Regions from separate parts of the Mus musculus genome. Here region 2 is linked to region 1. A link is a contact called in public promoter capture Hi-C data. All regions are on one chromosome and are shown on one strand. Each heading gives the region's core, a stretch centred on a gene start, on an enhancer-like site or on the middle of the called end of the contact. The rest is flanking DNA. Distances are from core to core; before and after follow the strand shown.

The links. Capture Hi-C pulls out chosen DNA fragments and counts their contacts.
Region 2: a promoter capture Hi-C map of adipose tissue shows a contact between it and region 1. The contact joins the promoter of H2-T24 here to the promoter of Abcf1 in region 1. A contact is called at or near these places in 9 of 39 promoter capture datasets (3T3-L1-derived adipocytes, the C10 cell line, the HPC-7 cell line and 5 more), 3 of 484 Hi-C or Micro-C datasets (B cells, CD4 T cells and bone marrow-derived macrophages), 9 of 115 datasets of contacts at active chromatin or transcription factors (CD8 T cells, the HPC-7 cell line, the SCID.adh cell line and 5 more) and 3 of 9 other capture datasets (adipose tissue, liver and pancreatic islet).

What each region holds. Positions count from the first base shown.
Region 1 is chr17:35,968,442-35,971,141 of GRCm38.p6, reverse strand. Abcf1 (ATP-binding cassette, sub-family F (GCN20), member 1) reads left to right here and starts at 1,392. Exons shown (of 23, transcript NM_013854.1): 1 at 1,392-1,496. The coding sequence starts at 1,424. Gm32655 (a long non-coding RNA gene) reads right to left here and starts at 1,357. Exons shown (of 2, transcript XR_385568.4): 1 at 1,137-1,357.
Region 2 is chr17:36,019,112-36,021,811 of GRCm38.p6, reverse strand. H2-T24 (histocompatibility 2, T region locus 24) reads left to right here and starts at 1,252. Exons shown (of 6, transcript NM_008207.3): 1 at 1,252-1,352. The coding sequence starts at 1,301. The region is part of intron 1 of A930015D03Rik (RIKEN cDNA A930015D03 gene); the gene reads right to left.

The sequences.
Region 1 (2,700 bases), core at 143-2,642:
CCATTCTTGGACCATATAAATAAACCAGGCACATTAACACAGGTGTGTAATCTCAGAGCTCAGGAGGGAGACAAGAAAATGGGAAATTGAGTATCATTGGCTACTTAGAGGACTTGAGGCAAGACTGGACTACATAAGGAAAAGAAGAGCATGACTGAAGACAGGAGCTGCCCCAGGTGTGGAAACCCTCATCCAAACCCCCATGCCTGTCAGTCATTAGCGTTAAAGCCAGCCATCTCTTGATTGTGGTTTGAAAGGTATATGCTTCCTGGGAGGCAGAGGCAGGTAGATCTCTGAATTCATGGCCAGCCTGGTCTACACAATGATTTCCAAGACAGCCAGGGCTACCCAGAGAAACCCTGTCTCAAAAAAAAGGGGGGGGGGGCTTGTTTGTCAAAACTTACAACTGCTCATTGCTTGCCATTTTATGTGCAATTACAGTAGGTCAATTAGGACAAAATTATCACACACACACAAAACTCCAGGTTCCATTGCATAATAGTTATTGGGGTGGAGTTCCTTGGTTATATCTGTACACCTGGATATTTATTGACATGTCAACCAAGGGCGAGTAAGGTTACACTTTCCTAAGCCGACTGGCTGTGGTGTCTTTAAATACAGTTTACAGTACGTAGGATTAGAAAAAAATAGGATTAGAAGTAGTGAAGAATGACTGAAGAGGTGTACTGTTTTAAATAAAGTGGCCAGTCAGGCATAATAGTACAGACTTGTAATCCTGGCTCTCCCAGAGGCAGAAAAGCAGGCGGAATTCTAGGAGTTCCAGGCCAACCAAGACTACATTGTGAGTTTCAGAGCAGCCTAAGACTACACAGTGAGTCCCTGGTTAAACAACAAAAAGGATTCAGAACAGGGTGTGTCGACAAACCTCAGCACTCCTACCAGGCAGTGGTGGCGCACACCTTATTAATCCCAGCACTTAGGAGGCAGGGGCAGGCGGATTTCTGAGTTAGAGGCCAGCCAGTGTTACACAGAGAACCTTGTCTGCAAAACAAAACAAAACTCAGCACTCCGGAGCCAAAGGCAAACGCCTCTCTGGGTTGGAGGTCAACCTCAGCTACACAGCGAGTTCCAGACACCAGCTAGGATGACACAATCAGATGTCTACTTCTGCCTACCTGGAAATTACCATGTCCTTCTTTGAGTGTCACCGCGTCGCAGCATCAGCTGCTTAGGCGTTGGGACGGTCATGACGCGCTGCCCACTCCAGTCAAGTAGGTGACGTCTCTGGCCACACCCCCAAAGCCGCAATGCCGCCACGCCCCTTTGCCCCACGTGTCTGCGCAGCAGACCCTCCGCGGGTCGGGGCGGAGCCTACATGGAGAGCCCGCCCACTGGCCGGCCCACATCGCCGGAAGCGGAAACGGCGCCGGGCGCCGCTGGAGGACTCTTAACTGCCGCCGCGATGCCGAAGGGTCCCAAGCAACAGCCGCCCGAGCCCGAGTGGATCGGGGACGGCGAGGGCACGAGCCCCGCGGGTGAGTGGGGAAGGAGGCAGGAGTGGCGGGGACGGCGGCGGCCTCCATGGAGCGTGGGTCCTGCGCATGTGCGCCGGGGCAGAGGCCGCGTGCCCCGGGCCGTCCTAGAGCCCAGAGAGGCGGACGGGAGACGGGAAGACCATATGTCACCGAGGGAGGGACGGCAGGACAGGAACTAGAATTGTTGACTTCTTTCCTACCGCGGTGAGGGAGCGTGCCTTGAATCGTGTGGTGCGCTCCCAACTGCACTTGCCTCCCTCCCAGAGAACAACAGCTCCTTCGTGGACTCCAAAGGCTCGGTCCCGCTGGACTGCACTAGGTGCTGTCTTTATGTCAAGGGCTAGGATCAAGGTTTACTTTAATACTCATGCGATGTGCTTTGTGCGTGGTATAAAGGTCTCTTTTTTTTAAGACGTTCTCTCAGCCAAGCCTTGGGGGAACACGCCTTTGATCCCAGCATCAGGAAGCCGAGGAAGGCGGATCTAAGTGAGTTCGAGGCCAGCCTGGTCTACAAGGCGAGTTCCCTGACAGCGAGGCCTACACAGAGAAGCCCTGCCTCGAAGAAAACAAGATCACTCTACATAGCCCTAGCTGTCCCAGAACTCACTCAGTAGACCATGCTACCCTCCAAGGCACAGAAATCTGCTTGCTTCTGCTTCCCAGGTGCTGGGATTAAAGGTGTGTGCCAGGATAGATTTAGGAACACTAGGCTCTGGCAGTGACTTTTGTAAGAAGTGTCAAAGAAATAGTAAGGAAGTGAAGACTGAAGAGTTGCTGTCAATCAAGTGCCTGGTGCAGAACTAAAGACTGGGCAGATAAAAGGGTACAGAAGGATGTCACTCTATTAATCAAAGTGCAGTTTAAGGAGTGGGTAGTGAGCTGGGCAGTGGTGGTGCACGCACGCCTTTAATCCAAGCACTTGGAAGGCAGAGGCAGGCAGATTTCTGAGTTCCAGGACAGCCAGGGCTACACAGAGACACCCTATCTCGAAAAAGAAAACAAAACAAAATAAGAGAGTGGGTAGTGGACCATTAGTAGGTAGTAGTGCTTGAGAAATACCTTTAATTAAAAGGTGTTTTGTTCTTTGAGGTGGGATTTCACTATGCAGCCTGACTAGTCTGGGACTCACTATGTAGATCAGGCTGGCCTGGAACTCATAAAGATCCATGTGAGTCTGCCAATTGAATGTTGGTGTTACAGATGT
Region 2 (2,700 bases), core at 3-2,502, 51 kb before region 1:
CAGAATAAGGGCACTGAGCACTCTTGCCAGGCCATTGGCTAGGCTGGTAGCTAGCAAGCCCCAGTGATTCCCTCTTCAACACCCCCAGCACTCAAGTCACTGATGTGGCCAGAGGTAGCTGTTTACAGGGGTGCTTGAGATTTGAACTCAGGTCCTCATGTTTGCACAGGGCACAAATTGCTCTTCCAGAGAACCAGACTCAATTTCCTGAATCCATATCTGGTGGCTGACAATCATCTCTGACTCCAACTCCATGGTAGCCAATGCCACATCCTTGGATGCCCACCCAAATGTGGCACACATTCACGCACACACTGTGGTAGTTTGAATATGCTTGGCCCAGGAAGTGGAACTATTAGGTGGTGTAGCCTTGTTGAAGGAAGTGTGTCACTGTGAGGGTGGGCTTTGAGACCCTTCCCCTGGCTGCCTGGAAGACAGTATTCTGGTGCCCATCACAAGATATAGAGCTCTCAGCTCTATCTCCAGCACCATGCCTGCTTTCATGCTGCCATGCTTCCTGCCTTGATAATAATGGACTGAACCTATGAACCTGTAAGCCAGCCCCAGTTAAATGTTATCCTTTGTAAGAGTTGCCTTGGTGTCTCTTCACAGAAATGGAAACCCTAAGACTAAGACACACACACACACACACACACACACACACACACACACACCAGTTAAAAATAAGATGAATCTTTTTTTCTAAAAGAAAATAACAGAAACTACCTAATGAGAAGGAAACAGAAAGCAACAGGCACACTACACTAGAACAGTGGATGCCTTGTCTGGAAGGCTCTTGATGCTTTAGGTAATTACACTGAAATGACTGCAGTTCCACAAAGATACAAGTTAGCTAACTACCCAGCAGTAGAAAAGTGCTACAGTTTCGGTTTCGACTTCCCAGCTTCATCACTTCCCCACCCCCACCCCGCAGGAAAGCGCTGAAGTCTGACAGACTGACAGTGGGGCGGGGCGCTGAAGTCTAACACTGTTAACTGCCCCAAAGCCCAAAGTAAACAAGCTGAAACTCCTGGAAAAGAGTCAGAAATGTCATACAGAGGGCTCACTCCCCCTAGGGGCACTAGCCTGCAAGCCAGCAGACCCATATCCAGAAAAGAAAGCCTTCATCCTAGTGGGAAGCTCTGCAGGAACCCCTAAAGCTTGAAACTGAACCAGCCTTATCTGTTAACAGGCTTCACCCCACCCCCACCCCCACCCTATTGGTTTCCGCAGGCAGTCGCGACTTCTCTAAAGTCTAGTTTCTCAGGACAGTGGAAGCTTAAAGCTTGATCCTGACACCATGTGGGCTCTTATCTTCTGGCTTCTGAGTCACCCCCAGGACGGCGGAGCCCGTAAGTAGGGTTGTGTGCTGGGTAAATTTAAGACCGGAAAACCTCCAACCTCGAACCTTGGGCCATTTTGCAGAAGACTAGGTTTCAGTTAGTAGCTCTGTCTTCAAACTTGCTATGTAGACCAGGCTGGCCTTGAACTCAAAGGAGTTGGGACTAAAGGCATGCACCGCCAAACCAGCCCTTTCCTTACATTCTAATGTGGTTTTGAGTATTTGCTTGTATGTGTGCATAACATGCCAGAGGTCAGAAGAGGGCATGAAGCTCCCTCCAGCTGGTGCTCAGAACTATACCACAGTCTTCTGGAAGAACAGTAAGTGCTCTTAACAGCTGGGCTGCCTTCCCTACTTCTGCGAACTACATGTTTACTTATAAAGTATACACTGTGCACACTGTTGTGTAAATTTATCCATATGCATGTTTGTGTGTGCTCATGTGTAGCCTGCAACCCATAGTATAGCCCAGATGTGGAGGTCAGAGGACAACCTAATTTGGATCAGGTCTCCTTCCACCATATGGGTGGCAGCAGGTGCCTTTACTAGCTGAGCAGTCTGTCTCCCTGGCATCATCATTTGTTAAAGTCCTGGTTCTTTCTGCCAGCCCCATGCTCCTGGACATAAGATTCAGGCTCAAATTATATTTACAAATACCTTGGCCATATAGCTAGGCTCTACTCTGACTAGATTATAACTAAAAAATACCCATTTATTTTAAGCTGCATTTTGCCACGTGGCTGATTACTTGTGCTCAGGTACCACGTGTCCATGTGTCTGTCTCCTCACCTTTTTCCAGGCTCCTCTCTCTCCCGGACTCCTCCTCTCCCAGAATTCTTTCTCCTCCCAATGTCCCACCTCTATTTCCTGCTTAAGCTGTAGGCTTTTAAATTGACAGGTAAGGCATCCACAATACACAAGATGATCTCTCTACAGTCATTATCATTATCATCATCATTAATAATAATTATTGTATTATAGGATTCTATTTATGTGACCCTCAAATTCATGATCCTCCTGCCTCACACATACATGTATAATTATGTATTTCTGCTAGCTGGTTATAATGGTTGATTTCGTGTGTCAATTTGACTAGAACACAATATTCAGTTGAAATGGAGCTGGATATGGCATCTCACACCCATGATCCTGTAATCATTTGGAAGACTGAGTAGGAAGATTACTGAGTTCTAGGCAACCCTCCACCCAACCCCAGAAAAATAACTACTGTAGATATTTCAGGATGTGAGTGGCTTCCTCGTCCTCCTAAACAGGGACCACCCAGGGCAACCTGGAAATCCTGCCTGGGTGTGTATCCACTGTGTATCCACTGATAAAGACAAAAGCCAGGAGGCAGA